2 separate regions of the Ovis canadensis genome follow, and region 1 is linked to region 2. The links are chromatin contacts, called in public Hi-C maps. All regions are on one chromosome and are shown on one strand. The core of a region is the stretch at or near the end of the contact, and the rest is flanking DNA. Distances in the headings are between cores, read along the strand shown. Region 1 overlaps NRP1 (neuropilin 1). Region 2 holds the start of NRP1 (neuropilin 1).

Region 1 (3,899 bases), core at 27-2,526, 130 kb after region 2:
AGATTCTTCTCAATAGAATATGTTCAGTGGGCATATAATACGCATGTGCTATCTGGGTTGTCATCAGATGCATGAAAGCCTGTTAATGCTCTGCCAGGAACTGATGAGAAGCCCTGCATTTTAAATCCATCTTCCCCTTGGCAGAAGGCTCTTACCCTCCAAGGATCCCCAGACATTCTCTAAATCAGTTCAGAGTATGTTCATGACCCACGGTTACATGGACCCAGGCACCTCTGCTTATTTCCAGCCTATGAGTAAGCGAGCTCACATATCCAATAGAAGTTCTGAAGACCAGATTTGAAAATTAAATCCTTGTGCATATATGGTGCTAATGATGTAACTCTGGGCAAGCTAGGTCCCCCAGGCACAGCTGGTGCTGGCTCACAGCAGCTATAAATTTAAGTTCAGAATATTGTTTCCTGCTATTTTTAAGAGTCAAGAAGGGATTTAGCCAGATTATTCCCAATGAATTTAATGAGAATTGTGCAGCCATGGGGCCTGGGTAATATTTTGAAGATTGAAAGGTCAAATGGACATTGTCCTGTATACTAATTTCATTTGTCCATTGGCTTTTTTCTCTTTCTCTGCCGTTATCTCCTCTGCTTCTGTCCTTCTCTCTTCCTCTTTCCATTTCTAGAAATGTCTGTGTGTATTTTTGTGAGTTTAATAGCCTTTCTAGCCAGGCTTGAATCTTCAACATTGAGCTGTTCTGTCTCCATGCCCATCCCCCGCAAAAGGTACTGATTAAAAAAAAAATTCTAATTTAACAAGATTGCCATAAATTATATATGATTGAGCCAAAGAGATAAGAGTAGTAAAATATGAAAAGTTTGAGTAGTCACTGTGTAAAATTCATAGATTGGAAAGAACAGTGGAAGATAAAGGTTGACTTCCATTCACTCGAATAGGAGATGTCAAAATTAGTCTTTCAGGCAAAGTCGCCCTTTGTCTTGGCCACAAAAATACCCAAGTTCATTTATTTTATGACACTGCCAGAATAGTAATAGCCAAATTATGGATGGTGTGGTTTTCTGTAAATTATACAATAAATTTAAAGTATTAACAAGGCAGATATTACCAGAAATGTGTATGCTGTAATGACTGACTGCCCTCCTCTCTGTGTAGGTCTTATAAATGACATTTAAGGAGAAAACCTAAAACCACACACATATTAATATTTTTCAATATTAACAGTTTCTAACACAAGATTACACAACAGCACATTCCAGGGCTGTGGGTGTTGACATCCAAGGTTACTCAACTACTCCTTCATTGTTCAGCTGACTACATCTGCAAAATTCAGTCATGCTGTACAGAAGGGAGGATTTTGGAGAGGGTTTCTCATGCTTTAAGAAGCCCTATTTCATGGTTATGATGGACTGGGGCATAAAATATGTATCTCCAGTGACACTGCCGCTGTGAAATATAGCCCTTTGCACAAACTGAAAATGCTTGTGTTATACACATCACATGACTTACTAGGCTTTCTTTCTCCAGCTGGCCCCGGTGAGTCCTTTGGCAGGTCACACTGTCAGTGGAAGGGAGAATCCATCTTGCTCAGTTTTGAGGATGGTATGGTGCCTTCCTTCCAAAATTTCACATTAGCATTTGATAGGAGTTCCTTGGAAACTAAAAATGCAAAGTAACTCATTCTTAATGCAAAGTAACTCATTCTTATCTATTCAGTAAATCTCCCTTACCCTGCCTCCTGCCTGCCATTGTTGAAGTGGGGGAGGGGCAATGGAGCCCAGACTCAGTAGAAAGCAAAATATTTGTGTTAAACACTTAGACAAAGTTAAAGGAAAGACCACAATGAGATAGGCTCTCAGCCTGACCCTAATACAGCGTAGAATATCATACTTCCCTTTTGCTACAGAGAGATTGTTTAGACTTATTTTTTAGATCAGCAGGCAAGCTGCTGGGGGCACCTTCCTTTTCGTCTCAATGCTGCCATCTTGTGGACGCCTGAACTCAGTGAGAAGCAATGACCGTCATTAGAGAAAACAGCCCCTATTGTGTGTTTAATTTTATATTCAGGAGATGGGTGGGACTGGCAGAAAGAAAAGAATTTTATCTTTAGGATTATTTTTATTGTTAGCTCCAGTTTACCAAAAATAATTCCAAATATCAAGGGCTTCATTTTCCCCATCCTTAAAAAGTTAACCAAATTCCCCCAGCAAAAATGTTGAGTAAAAACTAAGGCTATACAAGTTAGGAAAAAAAAAAACCAACAAACCCATAGTCAAATAGCACTTTGTAGAACACATGAAACAAATCATTCTTGAGACTCCCTTCACGCTTTCTTTTTAGAACCCAAAGGAAGCATTTTGAACATTAAAAAAGTGGGTACCCATTCAAATATGCTTTGGCTTTACTTGACCCTATATTGCAGTTTTAAGTGGGGCAAACAATTTATATGCAAATCTGAAAATTCACTAAAGAAGCAGAGATTTCCCACTTAAAATTAATTGACCTGATATAAAGCACAGAAGTTAAAAAAAAAAAAAAATCTTACGAAATGCTTCAGAGATCTGCCAGTAAAAACCTGGAGCATAAGCTGGTGTATTGAGAATACAGATAACCTCCAGGGTGAGATACTCAGCCAAGTCACGTTTCTAGACTTTGGAGATTCATGGGTCAGTCTCTTAATTAAGATTCTTTTCATTGGTGGATATCAATTTATATGACTATCCTCAAGAGCAGAGTATCTTTTATATTAAATATTGTGGAAATAGGGAGAATGCTACAGATGTAATAATACATGCTTTGGAAAGTAACCTTCCTGGAAATTTTATGTACCAAGTTGACAGGCAGTCCATAATCTTTTTTTGAGCTGGATCCAAAAAAAAAAAAAGTTACTAAATGTGATGCTGCAAGCTTGTGCATCTCTCCACGCATCTTTTGCGTTCCTTGGCAATCGTGGGTGTTGTGGCTTTCCTAGGATTTTCAAATAGATATTAAATTATATAAATCGTGCTTTCCATGAAGGAATTAAGGACCTTTCTGACCTAAATGATCAAAATGATCAAATGTGTGTTTCTCTACTTGTCTCTGTTTCTTCCTTTCCACCCGCTGAAGAGTTTCCAACATATGGTTTTAACTGTGAGTTTGGCTGGGGTTCTCACAAGACATTCTGTCACTGGGAACATGACAATCATGTGCAGCTCAAATGGAGTGTGTTGACCAGCAAGACGGGACCGATTCAGGATCACACAGGTAATGGAGGGTTCACTGTGGCCTCGTTTCTTTAAATTTGAGAGGGTGTTACTGAGGAAGGTTGCTGGGGTCTGTGAGTTGAGAAAACACTGCAGATCGTTTACTTGTGCTTTTATTTTCTGGAATTAAAAAGATGCCCTTCCCTAGTAGAGATTCTCTTAGGCCACTTACTGGAGAATGCTACATAAACTTAGCAACTGATCGACCCCTGTGAAAAGTAACAAACTGGGTAAATCAGTGTGTGTGAATTAGGACCCGTTTTCTACTCTTTCTGAACTGTTTTCATGGGACATGTCAAACAGAGACAAAAGGAGAAAAGAAATACTAAAATGAACCCTGTCGGTACATAACCCAACTTCAACACTCACCAGATCCTAGGAATCTCATTTTACCTCTAGCATCCCGACTCTGAGTGATTTGGAAGCAAGTCTAGACATAGACAGTGTCATTTCATTTATTGCCTAATGCTTACTGTCTTGACCCTCGGAGTGGAAGTGGATTGGGGTCAAGGGTTGACATCTTGTTCTTTTGAGGAAGATAGTAATCTAGCTCATTCTCTCTGAGCAAGTAGAAACCTCGCCACACCCCAGTTTACAGCCCACCCCACCTCCTGTCTTACTTTCCTTCCAAGATTAATTAGGGTTAGGGTGCACAGAGAGCTGTCAGCCCCTCTAGGAACTCTT
Region 2 (3,924 bases), core at 934-3,433:
TTTCAGACAAAAAATAGTTTTCAAATTCTAGCCCTAACATTTGACACCAAAAAATGCTTTGAATCTACTCACATGATTCAAACTTTAGCATTGTCTTCCTGCATTTGTACACACTGTATTACAGACACTTTATATTGTAACTCTGTTTTAAAACTTTGATAGTAGTCTTTTCTTCAATATTTGAAGAATTTTCAAGGTTTTTAAAAGGCCCAAAATGAAGGAACAGAAGGGAAACGTTCATTAGTTTATTTTCCTCTTTCCTCTGTTAATCCAAATGGAGACAGCTCTACATGAGGTCCAAAAGGGCATCCCTTGAATGACAGAGTCATTTAACAACCATGCCATTTTTAATGTAATTATTTTAAATAGTGGGCACTTAATCTAAGTTTCAATTTTTAAGCTTTTCTATTTTATGTCTTTCATTCTTACATTTCAAATGTAGGTTAGCTCCTACTAAAACTATGTTTTGTGGTTGCTTTTCTGAGATAAGCTGATGTGTATGCTTTAAAAAAACTTGACTAGACTTTGTGTACCTATGTACTAAGTACCTTCAGGCATGTGTGACCCTATGGACTGTAGCCCTCCAGGCTCCTCTGTCCATGGGGTTCTCCAAGCAAGAATACTGGCGTGGGTTGCCATGCCCTCCTGCAGCAACTTGATGTGATGCAGTTCTGAAATACCAATCTGCATTTGCACCAACCTAGAAATTTTGAGGACATTAGTAGCTCAAATGGCCTTCTGGGAGCAATGGATCTCACCTACTTATGACAAATTGATGAGCGCTTGATGAAAGAAACCATACATTTACCACCCAGTCTATTCTTAAATGATGGACCTCTGTTCCATTCTGGCTCAGGAGGCAGAAGTGAAGGGTTTTCTTCTTGCAGTAACCCCTTCATGGGAGTTCCTGAAGCTGGGTGTTGTCCATCCAGGGCCTCTGCCTTGCACTCAGGGAGTGTGGTGGTGGATCTTCCCTTCAGTCGAATCGGATCCTACATAGCCTGAGGACTTGTGATGTCTGAAAGAGGGATGTGTGTTCTCGAGACAAAATAGAATCAGCCTAGGAATACTGCCAAATTCTTCCTATCACTTACCTCTGTAAAGGTCGGTCTGTCTCCTTACAGAGGGAAGAGCAGAAATCTAAAACTGACCTTCTTTGACACTTAGTGGATTCCACCAGCAGAAGAAAGACGTTGTTAGCAAGGACAATTTGCTCCGTACTTGCCCACTAGCAGCCAGTTATCAATCAGTGCGGTAGGGTTCCCATTACCCAGAACTGCATGTGGAAACTCCGGAGTTAGAGAAAAGTCTCAGATCAGAAAAATCAGAGGCAGAACTTAAATATGATATTTCCCCCAGAGTACCTACTGCGTGTCTTATTAGTTGGTTGGAGAAAGGCTGGCAAAATGCTCAGCTGCTGAGCAAGAAAGGCGTTTTCTGCGTGCCGACCCTTCCCCGGGAAAGGCGGGTGGGAGGAAGGGGGCGAGGTGGCGGGGCGGGGGCAGTGCCTCTTGGAGCGCAGGATCTGGTGGCTTTGTTAGCTTGGTGGGTTCAGACTGGGAAATGCACACTCAGCAGGGAAAAGGGAAGAGAGATTGGCGGCAGTTTTCTAAAAACAACACGGCTCAAGTCTCTGCGAGTGTCCCCTCGCTCACCCCGCGGAGGCACAGACTGGTCAACCCGGTCCCGGGAGCGCGCGGGGCCGCGCGGGTCCCACTAGGAAGGAGGCGGGCAGCCGTGACTCTGGGACGCCCCGGCGCTGCGCCGCGCGGTTCGACTTCTCTGTCAACCTGCCAGTTTCGAGAGGCGCCTCTCCCTCCGAACCTCGGGCTGAGGTCGCCCGGGGTTACCCCAAATCTGACGATGCCGCTCGCCCCAAGCAGCCGGGGATTGCCACTGCCGGGGGTGCGCCTGGGACTGAGCGCAAAGCGGGGAGGAGGCGTCGCGCGCCCGCGGTAGCCAAAGCGCCCGGGCTTCCCTCTGCGGCGATGGCTCCCCGGGGTCTGCGCGGGCGCGCCTGGCGCCCGGTCTCACCCCGCCACTGCCTCTTCCGCCCCGCCCAGGCGTTTGACTCTCGGCCTCACAGTGCCACCTTTCCACCCAGAGTCCGGGGTGGGATAGCGGGGAAGTAGGAAACCAGCTAGGGCGAATAAGCGCTCGGGCCCGGGCGGCGGGGGAGGTGGGGAGTGGGGGGATGACGACTCGTGCGCCCAGGAGGCCGGTCTCCAGCTTGGAGGCGGGGACTCCCCCGGCGCGGGCCCGCAAGCCCGAGGTGCAGCTTTGCACGGCGCGCGGGGATCGTCTGTACCCCAGCCGGGGCGCGCCACCGCGTCCAGCCGCCACCCGCTAGAGCGGAGCCCTCACCCGGGCCCGCGCGCGCTGGGCCGCCTTTCTCGCGTCCCGCCCCTAGTTCTTCCGCCAAAACCTTTGACCAGAGTCTTCCTGCCAACATTCCTAAATCTCTTTTGCCAGCTCTTTGCGCCAGGTAGGACTAAGGCTCTGCTTTCGGGTGTGTGCAGAAACGCCGTTCCCAGAAGGCGGCTGACCTTTTCACCTTCCCCACGAACTCCTTCGGAGGGGGCCCTGGGCATTTACCTTCTCAAGGGCCTGATCCGTAGCCAAAACCTGTTTGGTCCCTGAAATGTCCTTGCTATTCCTATCTGCAGAGGCTTTCTGCAGCACTTCCCGGAAAACCCTTCGGGGACCGAACTGGGGGGCATCCAGAGCCCACTGAGGACGCGCTGCAGTGGGAGGCGGGGGTGGGCCGGCGTGACAACGGCCTGTCGCCGGAGCGGGCGCAGTGAGAGCCCGGCCAAGAGCAACACCCCGCCCCCGCCACTGTTCCTGCTCCCCGGTGATGCACAGGAGCCCCGACCGCTGGACCCCTCATTTCCAAACCCCGAGCACCTGGGCTCCGAATAAGCCGGCTGGGTGGGGTCGGGCGACGACTGCCCCCTAGCTGGAAGGCTCACCACCTTCCACCCTTCGGCGTCCCCTCTGGCCGGGAGAAGAGGACACCAGATCTTCGGCAACAATGGAGCCCGCGGCGCGCGGCAGACACCCGGGCTCGCCAGGCGCCCAGCCGCGCGCCCCGATACGGGGCAGGCAGGCCGGGCGGGGCTGCAGCACAGCCTAGTCTGCGTGAGTCTACTGACTCGGCTCTGCGTGGCAGCGATTACTGCCGACTCTCGCCCGGCTCCGGGGTGCGTCCCCAACCCCAGCCCCTTTCCTCGGCCCCTTCGGGCCTGATCCGCAACGTCCAGGGGCGCCCTGCTGCTCCTGCCCCAGGTCACGACCCCAGGTCACGTCTCGGGCGCCTCCCGAGGGTTTCGGAGTTGGGAGAAGCAGCCGCCACCTCCCGGGCGCGCTGCCTGTCTCCGGCGGCCGACCCCCCAAAATCTTAGCGGAACTGCCCGCTCTCCCCCGGGGGCCCGAGCGAGCATGCCGAGATGGGCTAGCCCGACCCTGGCGCTGCCACCGACCTCGACGCCCGGTACCCCCGCAAACACATCCGGCACCCGGCCCTGGGCACGGAGTCCCGGCGCCTCCCTGCCGGGGAAGATCCCAGCAGGGCTTGTGGGAGAGACGGACAGACGGACAGGGAACGTTCAGGGAGAGAAACTTGTTCCTCCCCGTCTCTTGTCAGGCAATCGCTGGCGAGCCTGTTCGGGGAGAGGGGCGGGGGGAAGCGAGGGAAGGGCTCCAGAAGGGGAGGGGAGGAGGCAGTGGGGGAGGCGGGGGTGCAGTTGGTGAAACTCCTCCGTCTCCCGCTCATCTTTTCATTGCTTGCTCCTCTTCGCGCAGACACCCCGACCTCCCTTGGGCGCCAGCTCCCCGGATCCAACGGGTCCAGAATCAAGCCGGATTTTTTTTTTTTTTTTCTTTCTGGAAATTGGCGTTGGTGTGTGTTTCTCTACGTCCCTC

The links. Hi-C and Micro-C count contacts between places; a contact is called where the count stands out from the background.
Region 1: a Hi-C map of lung shows a contact between it and region 2, with 4 times the contacts expected there. The contact joins the enhancer-like site here to the promoter of NRP1 in region 2. A contact is called at or near these places in 2 of 2 Hi-C or Micro-C datasets (fibroblasts and lung).

Annotation. Positions count from the first base shown.
Region 1 is chr13:34,416,270-34,420,168 of ARS-UI_OviCan_v2, forward strand. NRP1 (neuropilin 1) reads left to right here. Exons shown (of 18, transcript XM_069547378.1): 14 at 3,079-3,216. It overlaps LOC138417374 (a long non-coding RNA gene), which reads right to left. Exons shown (of 4, transcript XR_011248097.1): 3 at 1,480-1,629. Among named protein-coding and RNA genes, the nearest start is that of TRNAC-GCA, 33 kb to the left of the region's middle. Within about 2 kb of position 1,277, the one cell type or tissue checked has open chromatin away from gene starts, as enhancers often do. A contact at or near this core is called in fibroblasts, where this site is marked.
Region 2 is chr13:34,282,110-34,286,033 of ARS-UI_OviCan_v2, forward strand. It overlaps NRP1 (neuropilin 1), which reads left to right and starts at 2,184. Exons shown (of 18, transcript XM_069547378.1): 1 at 2,184-2,485; 2 at 3,805-3,924.